Regions from separate parts of the Rattus norvegicus genome. Here region 1 is linked to region 2. The links are chromatin contacts, called in public Hi-C maps. All regions are on one chromosome and are shown on one strand. Each heading gives the region's core, a stretch centred on a gene start, on an enhancer-like site or on the middle of the called end of the contact. The rest is flanking DNA. Distances are from core to core; before and after follow the strand shown. Region 1 has its middle 380 kb from the start of Myo16. Region 2 overlaps LOC134482538 (a long non-coding RNA gene).

The links. A called contact is a pair of places that touch in the nucleus more often than the background predicts.
Region 1: a contact with region 2 is called in a Hi-C map of the A7r5 cell line, with 5 times the contacts expected there. The contact joins two enhancer-like sites.

Annotation. Positions count from the first base shown.
Region 1 is chr16:85,568,453-85,572,702 of GRCr8, reverse strand. No RefSeq gene overlaps it. Among named protein-coding and RNA genes, the nearest start is that of Myo16, 380 kb to the left of the region's middle. Within about 2 kb of position 2,817, at least 16 of the 93 cell types and tissues checked have an H3K27ac peak or open chromatin away from gene starts, as enhancers often do. A contact at or near this core is called in the A7r5 cell line, where this site is marked.
Region 2 is chr16:85,019,489-85,023,703 of GRCr8, reverse strand. It overlaps LOC134482538 (a long non-coding RNA gene), which reads right to left. Exons shown (of 2, transcript XR_010058774.1): 2 at 4,161-4,215. Among named protein-coding and RNA genes, the nearest start is that of Col4a1, 140 kb to the right of the region's middle. Within about 2 kb of position 1,358, at least 40 of the 93 cell types and tissues checked have an H3K27ac peak or open chromatin away from gene starts, as enhancers often do. A contact at or near this core is called in the A7r5 cell line, where this site is marked.

The sequences.
Region 1 (4,250 bases), core at 1,568-4,067, 550 kb before region 2:
GAGAGAGACCTGGAGACTGGCAGTGTTTAGAAAGAGGCAGAGTCACCAGGACTTAATGTCCACCCATGTGACAAAGGTTTTCTTCTCCATGAGGGACTTTAGGCTGCTATGGGGAAACACTAGAGTTACAGAAGGAAGTCATGGCAGAGTCTGGAATGAAAGGTAGAGGTAGAGGGGGACACAGAACCCAGGAAATCCAGGGTGTGTGGATTACAAAGGATGAGCCGACTATTGTCTTTCAGACTTTCCTGCCTCTTCCTCCATGATTGATGTCTCTTAGGATGTTTGGTTAGGAAAGGTAACGAAAAGTGGTCTTTGGTTTCGACACACACACACACACACACACACACACACACACACACGCACACACGCACGCACGCACGCAGGCACATATACATAAACACTATACACACACATACACACACACACATACACACACATATACATAAACACTATACACACACATACACACACATATATAAACACTATACACACATACACACACACATACACACACATACACACATACATAAACACTATACACACATACACACACATACATAAACACTATACACACACATACACACATACATACACATACATAAACACTATACACACATACACACATATACACATATAAACATCATACACACACATACACACACATACACACATACACACACACATAAACATCATACACACACATACACCCACGCACACACAGAGAGACAGACAGACAGACAGACACAGACAGACAGACAGACAGATAAGAGGAGAGAGAGACAAAGTTGTTTTATTGTAGCCCAAGCTGGCCTCCAAAACAAGGCAACCTTCATGTCACTGTCTCCTCTATCATGCATCTTGGTGTTGTAGTCACTTGGGTGCTGGGTTATAGTCTTGAGCCATCACTCCCAGCGAGCTTGTAGTTTTATAGGTGCCCTGGGAACATGCTCCTTCTTAAGTATGTACTTTATGAAACATTTTAAAGTCATAGGATCCTTTTAAAAACACAAATTGTGTCACATGCCACCTCCATCCCTCCTCAGTGTCCCACCAGTCTCTGACCCCAATGTTCTTCTAGTCACAAATCCAGGTCTTCCCAAGCTTACCATTCCCCAGGCATGTCCTCAAGCACAGTGGAGCATGGCTGGCGATTTTTACACATATGAGGTAATGCTCACAGACCTGTAAGATGGGACTGTCCCCTCTGTTCAGGGTCCTGGCTTCAAAGCTCCAAGTCCAGTGGACAGTTGTTCTGTGTGATCTCTGCTTTGGAAATCAACCTCCTTTCCTACAGCTGCCTAAGCAGTTGCCAAAATTAGCCTGACGCTTTTGTTAGTGGAACCGCTGGGATTTAGTCAAGGTGAGGTTGGGAGAGTTTCACAGGTCGATACTGCTAGGCGCTCATTAGCAGGGAATGCTAAAATGCAACATACAAATCTGAATGGTTGATTTGAAGGAACTCAATGGTTTCTTGCAAGTTCCTTGAGTCAATCCAGGCATTATTTTCCAAGTAAAACTCCAACTTTCGGGGCTGGAGAGATGGCTCAGTGGTTAAGAGCACTGACTGCTCTCCCAGAGGTCCTGAGTTCAAATCCCAGCAACCACATGGTGGCTCACAACCATCTGTAATCAGGTCTGATGCCCTCTTCTGGTGTGTCTGAAGACAGCTACAGTGTACTTATATATAATAAATAAATCTTTTAAAAAAAAAACTGCCACCTTCAATAGTTCACAAGGAGCCTGAGTTCAGCAGTCTTTATCAAGTGTGGGACACACATGTTTTGTAACAGAGCCGAGAGGCACAAGACAGCAAGGTGGGCCGACTGTGTTAGGAAGGTTTTGGAAACACCCCAAATGGGAATACCCTGTGCTTTCTCTTCCATGTCTATGTAAGTCAATCATTCCAAAGAAACATGTGGGATCCTATAGGGAAGAATCCCAAATATGGGGGGATCAAGAGAAGGAGCCCTGTCAGAACCACGGCAACCTTCAACCTCATTGCTTCAGGAAGGCAAAAATACACAGAACTTGGTTTGCAAAGGGAACCATCCTAGGCACTTTCTATGGAGGGACACGTGGGTATTGCATTTAAGCATAAGAGCGACCATTGCAACAGCCTCAAAAGCACCCAGCCCCCATTTCTCTTCTAGCTATACGTATTTTTTACATAGAAAATTACTAAAATGTAAATTCTTTTATTAACATGAAAAGCAAACACTGCCCACAAAGGGTGGTGTGCTTTAACTGCATTTCAGATGTGAACGAAGCTCAGGCTTTTCTTTGTTCCTGAGTGGAATTCCTGGCAGGACACTACGGATGCTGGAGAGAATTAAAACGTGTTTGCATCAAAACTACACTTACTAAATTTCTTTACAATAACTTTTTGGCCTCGGTACTTTTAACTTAGGAATTAAAACAAAGACATTCTGACGAAAGAGAGCCCATGTGACTATAGTTTTCATGAGGTTTTTGTGTTTGTTAATTTGTAAATTTGTGTGAGCTTCACTTTCTGCTGTTGATTGTGTGTCTGGCAGTTGGGAAGAGGTGGTACTTGTTTCCAGGGGACCATGGACTGGGTGGTGATCCCTACTTGGATGTGCTAAGGCAAACAGAAAAAAAATCAGAGTCATTTCCAGCTATTTGGGTTTTCAGGTCAGACAGCAAAACAAAATCTATGGGATTGCATCAGGGAGCATATTCAAGGTTTTCAAATTCAGAGAGAAAATGCATGTAGCATTGCTCACTACAGGGCTGGGTCATGAGCTATATAAGGAAAGCCATCATCACCACTGGCAGATACAGGTTATGTAAGGCCCAGGCTCCCTGTAAATAGAATATCAACACAATAGAAGTGCCAGCAGCCCAAGGCCTTGTATGGGGTTAGCCTGGCCTGGCCTGCCCGTTTCCACACAGGAAGGAATCCCGGTCTATCATGAAACTAAACATCCAGGCTTGCACCTAACCCCTCAGCAGGACATGTGAGCACAGATGGTTGAAATTACTCAGAGGAGAAAGTCAAAGCAGGTTGTGTAATCGGACTCTGTGGAATGTGCGAGGCGTGTAGCACCTGACCAGGCTTGCGTAGGTCCATTTAAAGTCATCCTCCACAGAAACCCTGTTTGCATTGCCTCACTTCCCCAAAAGGAGAGTATTGTCTCTCTACGTTAAATGACTCCTAGGCCACTTTCTCAGCATCATGATGCTGACTACGGACTGAGGGACCAGTCACAATGCTAAGAGTCAGAATGTAGTCGGAGTCAGAAACCCTAAATTTACACACATCAAACCACGTCCTAGACAGATGACCCTGAGCAAGTACCTTCATGCACACAAACATCCATGCTCTTTACAAAACACACTGGTCACAGTAGTCATGAAGGGAATGAGGCATACAGCTGTGTTTGGAATAGATGAGTGTACGTGGACATAATAATTACAGTAGCTACTGAAACGTATTTACTTTCATAGAATCAGAGTGTCTGGAAATACAGTTAAAGACACAGAGTTCATGCCACAAGCCAGAAGGCCAGGAAAGGTAAGCTTCAGTCTGGCCCAATTTTCTAAATACCTGAGGCTAACTTCTAATGAAGAGATGAATTCAGCTTGTGTTTCTGTATGGGGAGAGAAAAAAAAATGTGTGTGAGCGCCATGGCCACATCCTCGGTACTGTGCTATCCCACGCCAGAAGGTGGGAGAGGTGGTTACAACTGCTGATATAACAAATCCAGGAAGACCAACGTGGCACTGAAGCAGTCAGAAGTTCTCATTGCCACTTACTATCAACAAAGGCTGTAATGTCATGTCCAAAAGGAATCTCAATTCTCTAAACTCCAAAAGGCCACCAATATGTCTAGAAATGAGCTCAATCTGGACCATAGACAGATTTATGGTAGTTAGATAAAAGCCAGTATTTCTTAGGAACTTGTGAAGCTGGTTCCCACCTACTGAAAGTATACATATACAGATAGATAGATAGATAGATAGATAGATAGATAGATAGATAGATAGACGGGCAGACAGACAGACGGATGGACAGATGGATGGACAGATGGATGGACGGACAGATGGATGGATGTCAGACAGACAGACAGACAGACAGACATAATAGATGTTCAGTCTACCAGGCTGGATGTCTCAGCTGGTCTTCAGTATACTCTAGAATCCTGAAGAAGTATGTTTTAATGCCAATTAAAGAAAGAACATGCCAGAAAGAACAAAAGTCCCTTCAACAAAAGGAACATATGGCT
Region 2 (4,215 bases), core at 109-2,608:
TGATGCTGGGGGGCTGGCTTTTACATTTCAGTCCAAGGAGCCTAATGGGGTTGCTGACCTCATCCTTGAGACTTGAAGGCCATAGGCCAGCCAGAAGGCCTCCGAGGTTAGGCCAGGTCTAGGCCCAGGAACCAGGAAAGATTTGACAAGAGGAGAGAGAGCTTCCTGGTGGAACTACAGAACCAACAGTAGAACAACCAGTCTGCGAGAGAATGGTGCGTCCTACCCAAACCCATCTTCAGAGTCTTGCTATAATCTAGAAGAAATACCGAGTCTGTGGGCTTGAGTCTGAGTTGATCTTAAGGTAGGGCTCACGGGCCTGAGCAGCAGATGGAGCAGAGGCAAGGACTCCCCCCGGACTGCACTTCCAATGAGCTTGGGACCAGCAGTGGATGGTGGGAGGATAGCTCAGCCTGAGGTTTACGTCTTCACAGCTATCGTTTACTCAGAGAAAATTGAACGGTATTTAGTAACAGACTTCGGGAGCACAAAAACCTCTCAGCCTCACAAAGGAAGCCCTGCTAGGTGAATTACACCACCAAAATGGCGTGTTCAAGTCCTACCCCAGAAGCCTATGGACAGCAGCTTAGCCGGCTCCTCACAGGGACTCCCGTTTCTGCAGCTATGACAACTTAGAACAAGACAAGATTTTGAGGGCCTAGCCAGAGCCAGGATCCATGTAAAGAGAGGGTGGTGTGGGCACACAAACGGAAAGAGTAACATGGATCACGGGGCTAGGACTGGAGTGCCACAACTGGATCCAAAACTGCTAGAAGCAGGAGAGACCTTCCTACGAGCTGCGGGATCACTCAGCCTGCACACATCAACATGCAGAACTAGAAGGGAAGAGACTCCGGTGGTTCTGAGCCCTGAGGACTCTGAGACGGTGAATATATAACCTTCACTTTCTGGGTGAGCGCAGTGAGATCAGAACTGGACACTCGGGGTTGGGGATTTAGCTCAATGGTAGAGCGCTTGCCTAGCAAGCACAAGGCCCTGGGTTCGGTCCCCAGCTCCGAAAAAAAGAACAACAACAAAAAAAAAAGAACTGGACACTCAGCAGGGAGGTGGGAAGCGGCCAGAGGCCAAGCCTCACTCTGTCCGGCTTCCCAGAGATTCCGCTCACATGCCCCTCTTTGAGGTCCTCTACGCCCTGCGATGGGAATCACTTCTGCAGGACCCGCCCACAGACCTCCAAGGAGCAGCTGGGAGAAGAGGCACCGGAGGCTCCCAGGCTGCTGAGCCTTCGGTCACATGCTGCTGGCAGCCGCGGGCTCACGTGGGTGCCAAGTGCTCCATTGAGCCGTTGGCATGCCTGGCATCCTGGTTGCTCTCTGTGGACGCGGGTGAGTCACAGAGAGAGCGTCATTAACTGCTCGCGTCAGGGCCACACCAAGGCATCAGACCCAGGACACAGGAGCCCCTAATATAGACACATGCAAGTAGTTCTTGTCAGCAGCTCAAGCCCGGGGATCACCCTGGGAAGTCATGTGCGCTCCCTTGTCACCCACCCAGTGTGCCAAGGTGTCCTTTACAGGACACCACAGAAACCAAAACTGGCGCTGTGGCAGGGAGCCCAGGGCTGTCCTTTCCTACAACTGTAGCCAAAGAACACGGGTGGGGGTGAAGAGGCAGAGGCAGGGACTGGCACTGAGGGGTGGGGGATGTGGGAGCTGGTGCTCGTGTGTGTGTGTGTGTGTGTGTGTGTGTGTGTGTGTGTGTGTGTGTGCGCGCGCGCGCGCGCGCGCGCGCGTGTTTATGGGTGGATCCAGGTAATGGCTGCTCGACAGGAACCACAAGGAAAGCAGGAATGGGCCAACCAGGAGATGACCTGACCTTTCTGTTCAGGTTCAGGGCTGGTACCCTGGGAAAGGAGAGTGTCTCAGGCTGAGCCACTTTGTGTGGAGTGTGCTGCCCCCTAGGGGACAAACAGCCAGGGCGCTTAGGAACTAGAAATGAACCCCAGTTGCCCTTGGGTGATTTGAGGCTCTAGGCTTCAACCAGGAAGGGTAAATGGGGTGCGGTGCAGAGGATGCAGTTCTGTGGGGAGATTGGGGTACAGCAGTAGCATGTAGGGTACAGGAAAAGGGGATGGGGTGTAAGGACAGAAAGAGCACAGGAAGGGGAATGGGGTGCGGGAGGAAGGATCGGGTGCATAGAGGATGGGGTTCAGGGAGGATGAAGGACAGGGAGATTATGCAATGGGGAGATTATGGGATGCTGGGGATAACTGGGTTCAGTGGACGATGGGGTACAAGGAAGAGGATGGGGTGCGGGCTGGAGGCAGTTTCTGGGCCGCGATGGAAAGAGGCAATAGTACCTTGACTCTGCCCACAATAGATGACCTTTTGTGCCGTCCAACCCAAACTACCACTGACTGGACCCTGTAACTCTAGGTGCTTTGTGGCTCTGCATGCTAAAGAGACTTGGGTGGTCTGACCCCTGATCTCTGTGAACTTCATGGGAGATGGGGGATGGATTTACCTGTTCTGCATCATAAGTGGTCTTGAAAAACAGAACACTTGTCACATTGAAGGTAAATTTCCTTTTGTGGCATTTCCTCAAGTGGTAAGGCTATAACTACTGGGTCAGGTGTGGCTCTTGACCTGCCAAGAAGAGCAGCCACTCTGGGGCTGCCAGGGGCTAAGAAATAGCTTTTCCATCAGGGCTCCCAGAAGGAATCGTCCTTTGATAATGACTGGCTCAACCTAGTGAGACCCATGCCAAACGCCTGACCTCCAGAAAAGGGACGAGTCTCACTAGTAAGGTAGCAGTCACTTGTGGCTCATTATTGCAAAAAGGTACCAAGGGAGAACGTCTTCATTCCACACTTCTGGGAGTGAAGAGGCTTGTAGACAGGAGGGAGACACGGGGAAAGACAGACAGACCAACCATAGGTGCCAGCCTAAGTTATCAGTAATCACAGAGGTGTGCCAAATTAAACTCCTCCCAGCTTATCTCCTCTTGACTGCAGCACGTGCCTGCAGTCTTGCGTCCAATTAGCCAGTGATCCCTTGTTTAGATATTCTTGGGGAGGAAAGGGTTTATTCCCCTCTTATAATTGTAGTTCATTATAGAGGGAAGCCAGGGCAGGAACTCAAGGCAAGAAGTGAAGCCTTAGAGAAATGCTGCTCATTGGCTGGCTCTCCATAGCCTGCTCAGCCTGCTTTTAAAAAAAAAAAAAATGCAACCCATTACTATCAGCCCAGGGTCAGCGCTTACCCACAGCGAGCTGGGCTCTCCCACTTGAATCATTAATTAATAGATCGCCCCACAGGCGATCTGATGGGGGCGTTTTATCAATTGATGTTGACATGATGACTTTCAAGATGACCCCAGCTTGTGGCCAACTGACAGAAAACTGACCTGCACAAGTGAATTACAAAAACTAAAGGGCAGAGGAGGGCGCTCATTAGGAACGGAAGGAGTGTAAGAGGAGTGAACACGTTTAAGTATTTCGCGAATGTATCTAAAGTTATTTGAAAAGCAATTTTTAAAAAGGAAAACAGACAAACAAGAAGAGGAAAACAGAGGCGATTCTCTACAGGGTGGAGTTTGGAGACCTCCAGGTTAATGAAGTTGATGAAGACCTGAGTACCTTTACGTGGTTTTTCCTTTGAGCATCCCTACACTCTTTCTGGGAAGAAGAAACTAGGCATGACAAAAGCTGAGAGACCCAGAAGTATTCATGTCAGCCATCTTTATGGCGTAAGATAAACACACCCCAGAATGCTCCAACCTTTCACTACGTCTCCATTCCCCGAGCGAGGCGTATCCAGCAACACATCTGCCATCTTTCTTTCCTGAACTAGGACCTTGAAGTGAGCATGCTCAATACTGCGCATCTCAAACTGCGCATGCTCAGGACTGTGCCTGCCGCACACTGTTCTCCTAGACGAGTTGTGTCCGCTCCGGAAGTTTCCAGTATTCCATTGTTGGGAAGGAGACTGATTTGGCAATGACTCCATTCCTCTCTTTCCTTGCTGGAGCCAGGGAGAGGGGAATGAATCCTCTCGCCATAACTTCTTGTATAAGCTTGGTTTGGCTTTGCCCTCACCAAGAGGAACACTGTCGGTTTAGTTATAAATGCAGCACGCCCCCCGCACACATTTTGTGCAAACTTTTCTCCAGAAATAGCGAGAGGAAAGAATAAAAGCATGCGATTTTTATCTCCTTTTATGTGCATTCAAAAATACCAGGAGCCCATGAACAATT